3 separate regions of the Rattus norvegicus genome follow, and all the other regions are linked to region 3. Evidence: chromatin contacts called from public Hi-C data. All regions are on one chromosome and are shown on one strand. Each heading gives the region's core, a stretch centred on a gene start, on an enhancer-like site or on the middle of the called end of the contact. The rest is flanking DNA. Distances are from core to core; before and after follow the strand shown.

The links. A called contact is a pair of places that touch in the nucleus more often than the background predicts.
Region 1: a Hi-C map of Schwann cells shows a contact between it and region 3, with 5 times the contacts expected there. The contact joins the promoter of Cert1 here to the enhancer-like site in region 3. A contact is called at or near these places in 4 of 12 Hi-C or Micro-C datasets (the Rat2 cell line, Schwann cells, kidney and 1 more) and 1 of 1 datasets of contacts at active chromatin or transcription factors (oligodendrocytes).
Region 2: a Hi-C map of the A7r5 cell line shows a contact between it and region 3, with 2.3 times the contacts expected there. The contact joins two enhancer-like sites. A contact is called at or near these places in 4 of 12 Hi-C or Micro-C datasets (the A7r5 cell line, liver and mammary epithelial cells).

The regions. Positions count from the first base shown.
Region 1 is chr2:29,615,196-29,618,643 of GRCr8, reverse strand. It overlaps Cert1 (ceramide transporter 1), which reads right to left and starts at 1,442. Exons shown (of 18, transcript NM_001108935.1): 1 at 923-1,442. The coding sequence starts at 1,018. Polk (DNA polymerase kappa) reads left to right here and starts at 1,684. Exons shown (of 15, transcript NM_138516.1): 1 at 1,684-1,852.
Region 2 is chr2:29,587,684-29,590,708 of GRCr8, reverse strand. The region is part of intron 3 of Polk (DNA polymerase kappa); the gene reads left to right. Among named protein-coding and RNA genes, the nearest start is that of Polk, 28 kb to the left of the region's middle. Within about 2 kb of position 1,723, at least 45 of the 93 cell types and tissues checked have an H3K27ac peak or open chromatin away from gene starts, as enhancers often do. A contact at or near this core is called in the A7r5 cell line, where this site is marked.
Region 3 is chr2:29,504,933-29,508,164 of GRCr8, reverse strand. It overlaps Ankdd1b (ankyrin repeat and death domain containing 1B), which reads left to right. Exons shown (of 15, transcript XM_008760686.4): 10 at 1,068-1,166. Among named protein-coding and RNA genes, the nearest start is that of Ankdd1b, 42 kb to the left of the region's middle. Within about 2 kb of position 1,979, at least 18 of the 93 cell types and tissues checked have an H3K27ac peak or open chromatin away from gene starts, as enhancers often do. A contact at or near this core is called in the A7r5 cell line, Schwann cells and kidney, where this site is marked.

The DNA of each region.
Region 1 (3,448 bases), core at 193-2,692, 110 kb before region 3:
AAATACAACACACTGTGAAATATTAACAAGATCACTCATTTTCAACCCTATAAATGCACTCTAGGCTTTAAAAAAAAAAGAAAGAAAAGAAGAAAGAAAATTGAAGAGTTTTTAAAAGTACAGAGGGAAAATAAAACAAAACAACAAAAAATGTCTTTCTTTTCTGCACAAATACTGAATTACTAAAAAAAAAAAAAAAATGCTCCTTTTCCTGAACTAAAGGTCGGTCTTCACTCTGACACGTTTCAACTTACTATTAATATTTCTTATCCACAGCGTGCCAATTCAATAGCTCCTTTCTGAACTTGGACAAGGAGGGGCAAAGTACAGAAGTGCCGCACACACTTTCTACACCAAAGATCACTCACACCTCGAAGTTTACGATCTCAGATTTCAAGGCCAAAGCCAATCAACTGGTTTGCCTAAATTACACCCATTAGAGCTGAACACCCCTCCCCCCATTCTGGTGTGTGTGTGGGGGGGGGGCTCCAAAAGATAGTTTTAAAGGTCGATTTAACTGTCCCCGTGTCCAGTACTTCTTCAGACACCACGCCTGCCCAACCCAGATTCCTACACCCCAGACAGCTGCGGCCTTAGGTTCCAAGTTACCAGATGCACCTTGCCTTCCAAACTAGATCGTAGATTTAACACAAGCTTTCCAAGGTCCTCGACCAAAGCTGACAAGATCCAGAGATTAGGGGGTCTAGGAGTAAGGACAGTCCCAAGCACCTCCTATCCCATCCCTGGCGAGGCACTCATTCCAAAACGACCTTTCGGCCCCGCACCCCAGCACATTCCGCAGCCCCCGCCCCGGGACAGTCCGTGCCTCCCGGTCCAGCCCCACCCCAGGTCCCGAGCAGCTCCCCTCGTCTCGCGGCAGGTGAGTCCAGGCAGTGGATCCGTGGCCCCACGGGCTGCTCACCTTGCTGAGGACTCCGCAGCGCTCCACAGGCGGCCCGGACTCTGTCTCCGGATCCTCCTCCGAGCCCGACGAGTTCCAGCTCTGGTTATCCGACATGGAGACGCGACAGCCGAGCAGGAGACCGGCCCCCGCTCCGCGAGCTGCGCCAGTGCAGGCGCCTAGTCCCTGGGGTGAAGGGTCGGGGGATGGCACAGCCAAGAGTGCCCGCTCCGGGGAGTGAGGGAACAGGAAGAGGGACGAAGCGCGCCCGCTGCGCCGCCGCCGCCGCGCCTGACACCGAGCGGACCAGGGAAGGAGGACGAGCGGCGAAGAAAGCCTGCCCTTCCAGCCGTCAGCCGCCGTGGCCGTGACCCCTGCGCTGCGCCCGGCGCCGCCACCTGAACTCGGCCCCCTAGATGCCAACCTCAGTCAGGGAGGGAGGAGGGGGAGGAAGACGGGAAGAGCCAAGCCAACAGCAGAGACCCAGATCCACTCACACCTCCGCTACAGCCGCCATCTTCCTGCCGGGTCCACTATTTACCCTCCCTCCTCTCTCAGCTCCCTCCCCTCCGTCCTCCCATCCTCCCTCCACCCCGCCCCGGGCCCCTCCCGGTGGCTCTCGACGCTCCCTACCTCCGGCCCTCCCGAGTGACGACGGGTAGGGAAGGAGGCGGAGCGGGGAAAGGAGAGAGCTGAACAGGGAAACTGCTGCGCTGCATTCTGGGAAGGCCGGCGCTCTGTCCGCCGCGCAGCCTCCTGGGAGTTGTAGTCGCAATCCTAGGCAACTAGTGTGTGTGTCCTGGGCGCGCGAAAGACTGGTTGCCTAGGGGAACCTTCTGAGAGCAAGTGGGCTTCTTTTGACAGTTGTGTGCCCCTTCGGTCCAGCCTGGCTTCCGATTCTGCCTTGCGTGTTTATGACGAGCCTGCGAATCGGGACGTGAGAACCCTCAGGTGAGGATGTTGGGTGGTGAGACGCTGCTTTCCGGAAAGCCCGGGAACATCTTTGCAACTTGCCTGGTCAAAAAATGATAGAGGCTCAGTCGCTTTACTCAGGTTAGGAGTTTATGATCTCTCCAATCGCAAACTGAAGATTTTTTTTTCCTCTCTAAAACCGTCACTGCTAATTCCGAAGGACTACTGTCTGTGTCTTCGGAAATAGATTTAATACTTGAGGTTTACTGCTGTCAAAGGAAGAATTCCTTCAGGCTATTTTCGCTTTGTTAATTTATAGAATTTTTATCTTGTGGAAAATAATGTTGAGATTGTCAGAGAACAAATGACGTTTAAAGAACTTTTTAAAAGCAGATATAAGGATATTATTATATCCTGAAGTTTTCTCTTAGTTGTAAGCAAGTATCTCCCCCGGAGACCCTGAGTTAACCATCTTCTTCCTTCCCGAAAGACAGGAAAGTTTGAATAGAAACTTTCTATCATTAAGATCAAAACGCGAGTTTTACTAAATAATAAGGAATTAGACAATAGATAGCTATCAAATTACTGATAATTTACAACTTTGAATTTCCTTATTAAATTGTAAAAAAGAATTTCTGCTTGCTACCCAGATGGGAAAGTAAGAGGAAATTTTGAGTGTTTCGGGTGTTAAGGCACAATGATTATGAAACAAACAAAAAACTCTGGGAGCAATAGAAGAGTCCTACACTCTACGTAATGATAGGCAGTAACCCTGAGATGTACTCGTGTAGAAGCGTTAGTGGAGACACTAAATACAATAGAGTCTAAATCTGCTGTATGTCAGATACAAATGAGTTTCCATCATAAAGTCATGACAAACATAATTGAAAACCATTCAAATGATTAAAATCTTAAGAGATAAAGCTTTTAAGAATACCTTGTCAAGGTGTTAAAACATAACCCAAGGGGGGGAGAGAAAGAGAGAGAGAGAGAGAGAGAGAGAGAGAGAGAGAGAGACTTTGTAAATTACAAGAGTATACATTTAGAATAGTTTGCTTTCCTTTCTGAGTCAAATATGTTTAAGACTTTCTGATTCTTGTACTAGGTTTTAGAATCACTGCTCTTAAATAAACATGCTTGTAAACATTGAGGAATTCACTTCACAATGCCATTTAGAATAACAGAAATTATGTTAATGTTATGTTTAATTTTTAAATAAAACCTTCAATTTATTTTGTGACTCATTTTGGTTTTGAGTAATTGTGACTACCAACACCCAACTCCCGCTTGCTTGGGTGAAAATTACTTCCTTCTATTTAGTGTTGCTGTATGAGGAACTGCCTTGCTACGTGGGTCCATTGTACTAAAGGCCAGAATATTTTAAGCACAGGAAGGTTTTTGTATGGTGATTAGATTACCACCTTAGAAATTATGGCCTGCATTATTACTGTTAGTAGAATAGCCATGCAGGAATAAAGGCACGGCTTTCTTTACTCCATAACAAAATTGATAGCTGCTCAGCTGTCTTGTCTTTTCGAATCCTTGCACAGTGCTCCACATTTTTGTTAGCTTTAGTTTTAGACCTTGTATAGCTTGGGATTTACTTTAGTGTGTAGAATGAAGTAAGAAATTAAT
Region 2 (3,025 bases), core at 474-2,973, 83 kb before region 3:
TCACTGTGAAGGCTGAGGGCCCCATTGCTATTTGTTCTCCGTTCAGACCACCCTGAGATGTTCAGGACAATGGTATTACATCATTTTACCCTGCATGTCCTCACTGGGAAGAGTAAGGGGTCGCATTTCGTATGCTTAGATGTCATGTAGAAATCTCTGGTGAGGAGTCTGTTAAGGCCTTACGCTTAGTTTTAAATCAGATCATGGGGTTTTATTTTGCTTTTTATTGAATTTGAAGCATCCCTTGTGTATTTTGGATATCAGTCACATACTGGCTCTGGTTTTGCAAATATTTTCTTCTAGTTTAACTTATCTTTTGACTGACTCCCTTAATAGTAACTTTCACTGAGCAGACATACAAAATGTTTCAGTTAAAGTGTGAAGGATTTTTTTTCCAAGTTTAAACAATTGTGTTCTGTTGAAAACAATGTTGTCTTTAAATTGCCTTTATTCTGTAAACAGTTTGCTTTTGGGCTGCTGAGTTTTGTTGATCTGTAATCTACACGTACGTTTGCTAGAAGCTTTACAGGCACAGAGGAACATAGCTGGTGTGTTGCTCTGACTTTGAGGGTTCGTACGGATTTTTGCAGTTTAAGCTGCTGATGACCTGAAAGAACAGAAAGTGCTTTTCATTGAGCAGCAGAATCTCAGATTTGGTTCCAGTTGGGTTGAGTGTTTTATGGGAGCCTCGATGGCATCTCTCAGAACAGGAGTGGTAGGAAATGTGTTTTATGTTGATTATTTAATCGTTTCATTTGTCGAGCTTCCTCTAAAAGAAGCTGTGTATAGGGGAGGAGGCTGAGGAAGTTCCAAGGAGACAAGAAGGTCTCAGAGAACAGAGATATTTTCATAGGAAATGTTTCTATTTTGGACTCCCATTTTCCACATGCTAGATCTTATTCTGTGTGACGTGATAGTGTAAATGCCTGCTAGTCGGACTGAGGGAAGAAGTTTGCATGCAGAAGCTGGGCCGTCCATTTGGACCCTCCTTGAATATTCTCCACTGGACTCCACTCTCATACACTCCTGGAAGGCACAGTCGCCTGACTGTTGTCATAAAGTGTCTTCTAATGAGCTCATAAACTGAGTAAGCAAGCATCCGAATTCGTTACGTGAAGTCTGCACAGCCAATCAGTGCATTCCGGCCATTTCAACAGCTGCCTCTACTAACTTGGACCATCTCAGTAGACTTTATGGAGAAACTAAGTCAAAATAAAAAGTAGTATTTCCAAATATTGTCCTAAATGTAGTAGAAATTGATGATTTTAAAAACAGAAATTACATTAGCATAGAGTGTAGATATAAACTATAAGACTAAGGAGTTGGGAATTTAGCTCAGTGGTAGAGCGCTTGCCTAGCAAGCACAGGGCCCTGGGTTCGGTCCCCAGCTCCGAAAAAAAGAAAGAAAAAAAAAAAAAAAAGACTAGAGTTGGTCTGAATTTGTTCAGCATTAAAGACTATTCAGTCTGTTAGCCACATGTGGTAGTCACACCTCTCACCCCAGCACTCAGGAGGCAGGTGGGTCTCTGTGACTTCTAGGCCAGCCTGGTCTACATAGTAGGTTTAGAACAGCCAGGACTACACAAAGAGTCTCCAAAACAAACAACAGCAATGACAAAGACAAAAAAAGAAAAAGAAAAACAAACAAAAAAAGCCAAAGCCTGTGTTAGAGAGGATCATAAGACAATGAAAGAGTAGCCTGTTTTCAAGTCCAGCTCTCCCATTTGTCAGCTCTATGACTCAGAACAAATTTCTTAATCTTTGTAAACTTTCATTTTCTCATTCATCAGACTAATAATTGTAATCTCAGAATTATTTTGACTAGTGAGTTTATATGGGAAGCACTTAGCATATTACATGACATACTCATTAACTGTCCCTAATACCTTAAAACGAGGGGTAGTCAGCAAGCCCTTGCCTTATCTCTCTCCAAGAACACTTACAAGCATCTCTTCATTCCTTCAACAACCTTTGTCATTAGCTTATTATCAATAAGGATCTAAGAGAGGGCTAATGTAACCATGGTCATGTGCCTAATGAGAGGCATTGCTGAGACACAGAGGAAAGTCCCTATTTTTAACCCCAGTGACACACAAGTTCCCAGAAGTAACAGGAGGAAGAAGGTAGACGTTACAACCCGAGTAGCCTGTGAAAGGCCTTCAGGGGAAAGTGTGATAAATGAGGTATGAATGGGAGCTAAAGGGAGAGAAACGTTGGAAGCTGAGACACTGCATCTGGGAGAACAGAAAGCATTCAGACAGGACGGGTGGGTGACTAACGAGGGGTTGTAAAGGAAGAGGGAAAGGATGAGTCACACTGTGAGGCTTCCTCTGGGCAGCTGCGCGCTTGCACTAAGTACAAGAGAGAACTTCACAGAGAGGCTGTCCCAGCGTTAATCATGAGTGAGGAGTTTTCCCTCCTGGTTTGCTTTCTACTCATCTTTTGCTTCCCTATATTATTCCAAGCCAAAATATTTCAGATGCCACTCCCTTATTCTTACCTCATTCATATTTTAGGCATGTTGTAATTATTATAGCTTATCTAATACAATAAGGGCCACATGGAAACAAGAAAAAAAGAGAACATTGGTTCTCTGGCACAAAGACAAAGCTGCACCTGAGTATCATGGGAAGTTTGAGTTGACCGATGAGAGGTGTGGCAGAACTCAGACAGGTATTCTAGATACGGGCAGTCCAAGAAGGCAGAGTCCCTCAGGTCAGTGAGAGTGGCAGACCCAGCAGGAGATAGGCCTTCTGTACACTGTCAGTGCCTGCTACAGGCAGATGGAATTCGGAGGCCTTGTTTCTAAGAGAAGAATTGCAATTTTAATCTCCAGCTAGTGGGTGGCGAGTGTGTCTGCTCTAGGGAAGACCATGAAACAAGTATTCTGTAAATGAGGGCAAGGCTGAAGACAGCATGGGCCTGGGAGGTGGGCAGGCACAGCCTACCTTCGTGGCTCTCCACGCGACACAGTTGCTTTCATGTAAGAGCTCACTGGTTTCTCTCAACTCGGTTGCAGTGTTTT
Region 3 (3,232 bases), core at 730-3,229:
TGTGCTATAAGTACCATGTGAGGATGTGTGGAGTGTGCCTGATGCTTATTCCCAACATGGTTTATCCCAAGCACCTAGCCTCCCTTACATCTCTGTCCTGCTTCTCTATTCTGTTTCCAGCAACTCTGCCACCAGTACTGGGCTGCACAGTCTCATTGCATTTCAGGCCGTCACTCACCCCTGTTGCATGCCCCTCCTACCTCTCCCCTTCCTCAACTTCCTGCCCCTCACGTCTGTCCTGTCTGCTTTGCACATTGCTTCTTTTCCAGTCCTGAGCTACCTTCTCTCCTCCCAGAGAGCTCCACAAACCTGTGTAGCTGGGTGGAGGTGAGGTGGCAGGGACATTTGAGACAGGGTATGGTGATGGACTTTGGGTCTGATGGTCTGACTTAGAGAGGGAAGGGAAGGGAGGAAGGGAGAGGGGTCAGGAGGTCCAGGTGGGGTGAGGTGAAGAAGGTGACTGTCTAGTAAAAGGAGGGGATGAAGGAACAGGCTGTTGAGACTAGTCACAGCCCACCCTGGGTAGACTTCTCAAAGGAGGCCTGAGGCCCAAGTAAGCAGGAACAGCGGCCTTGCCAGGGATCTAGAGAACTTAGTGTAGCTCACATCTGGTCAGGAAATGCTATATATACATTTCCTCCTCTGTAGCCACTCCTTTTGTCCTGTGGCTCCCTGAAGGCTTGGAGAAGTCATCAGTTGAGGCTTCTTAACACTTCCTTATCTGTGACCAAGCTCAGCTGTCATTTCTTCAAGGAAGTCTTTTCTAGCTTCCAGAAGGGTCAGCCCTCCCTCGACACACACACCGCCCCAGCACCTTTGACATTTCCTCTAAATTACTTAAACCTTAAAACTAAATACCCGAGTCACTTTATTGAAAAAGATAAATCTCTAGCCCCTGAAAAAAATGGTCCTTAGTAGGTGCTTGTTGTGTATGCCCAGAATGACAGGCAACCTGCGGATGGTGGTGATGGCTCAGGGCTTCTTGTGGATCCGACACTGGGTGGACTGGTATAACTCTCAGAGATCAGGGCTTTGAATCCTGAAGCCAGATGCTTTTCTTTCTGCAGACTAAGGAGCCCCCTCTTCACTTAGCAGTCATCAACAACCGTCCCGCAGTTGTGGATAGCCTGTTAAGTGCTCAGCATGATGTTGACGCCTTAGATCAGGTAAGCAGGCTGGAGCATGGGCACTCTGCTCTTATGTTTCACCGTGAAATTTCCAGGTTTCAACACAGTGTGTCAGCAGGAAGTCCTGTTTAGGTTGGAGGTGCTTAAAACGATTCTTGGGGAGGGGGGGTGGCACGTGTCTCTTTTTCATTAGTTCTGTAACCTCTCTGCTGTCCCCACACTGCTGCTTTTTGCAGAGGCAAAGATTCTGTGCGTAGGTAATCAAGTTGTTCATTTTTGGCTAGAGCTTTCGATAAACGATACCAAAGCAAGTTGCCAGAAACTCTTAAATCAAAAGCCACACCTACAGTGTGAAAGGTTGTCCTTGGCTAGGAGCTGGTCCCCATGAGAAGGAAGCTTTGTTTCCACATCAAGTATCTTTCTACACCAGAAGGCAAAAGAGACCAATTAGAATTAAAACAAATAAAAAGATTACCAGGTAGTCAATGAACTGGGACGGAATCAAATGCCCTATAAAAGCCACCTGTCACGCCTGGAGATGGAGGTGGTGGAGCAGCCAGCAGTGGGTGGTTGATTGTCCCTCTCTGCCCCTCTGCCTCTGGTGTAGCCTCTTCCAGGGGCAGTGGGAAGCCTTGGGGGCTGGGGTGGGGAGTCACACGCAGCCTCTGAGTTGCCTCTCTTCCAGGCTGTCTCTGATTATGCCCTCTAGATTAGGAAAAGCCGTTGTGCAGGAGCACACCTGTCCCAGCCTCCACTGTGGCCATTTCCTTATCTGTTGAAACAGCATGACTGGTTCCCTTCAGGTTTTTTCCAGCTCAAGCCTCTTGGTTAATTTTTGACCAGAGCAAGGAGACTTACGGCTCTCTGTTCCTCCCTCCTCCCTCTTCTGTGTCACACCAGCCCACAAGTTGGGAGCAGACCTCACTGGTTATTAAAAGCGTTTGAATATTCAAACTTACTAATGCTTCAAATCTTTTTCACATAGACAAAGCCTTGTGTTCGTTCACATATGATTTTGGCTTCTCCAGAACTGGCTTGATCCACTCGAGGGGAGGAGTGCCAGTTACACAACTTGGCCACATTGGTTCAAACTTAAGTTACATCAGTAATGTACATACAAAAGTAATAGGATTTATATTTTTCACATAAGGTATATAAGTATGGTTTTAGAAAGCAAATGTTCATTTGGCCCCACCGAAGAGAGGCAGCTTTTGTTTTGCTGTTTCCTGTGTTCTCGACTGAGAGCGGTATGTCAAAGCATGCGTTTGTTGACACAGCACACTTGTGCTGGTTGGTGTAGACAGCCTTTCCATGGGCTTGTTGGTTCTTGTGCTGGGTGATAAGCCCTCAGAGAGGCACACTGCCACCTGCTGGCGGCCTTTTCTAGGTGCTGTCTGATGACTTGGCTTTGCCTTTTTTGGTAGGAAGAGACCTCCTGCTTCAAGCTACTGTGTAGCACTTGACTCAGGGACGTGGCTTTCTCTGCCTGGTGGAGCAGTGGGTCTGGTCACATTCAAGGTTCCTGCCTGTGCAGATGTCTTCACACCAGTCCTTTCTGTAGGAGGTCAGGGCGATGATCCTCCGTTTACGTGGACTGCACTTTTATCTTCTTCATAGAAAGAGATGACTCTCCCAAGAAATTCAGTCCTTTACTTCTTACTACATAACAACGTAGAAAATGGGAAAAAAAAGAGTAAAAAAAGGCAATAAAATAAACTTTAGTCACCCCCATCTTTAATATCACTTTTAATAGTATCAATGCATTTTTTCTCGTTTTCCGTGAGTTTATAAATTAAGCTTAGCCAGCTAGAGTGTCTCCTAAAGCTTTTTAAAAATCAACTTGTTTTTATCTCAAGTGCGTTGGTGTTTTGCCTGCATGTATGTCTGTGCGAGGGTGTAGGATTCCCAGGAACTGAAGTTACAGTTGCGAGCTTGTGGGTGTTGGGAATTGAACCAGCATCCTTTGGGAGATCAGCTAGTGCTCTTAACCGCTGAGCCATCTCTCCAGATCCCTCCTAAAGCTAATATTATGCCATAAATAGTTTTTCCCTTTCAGAAATCTTTGAAGCCATTTTATTATGGTGAAATGCATATGACATTAGTTA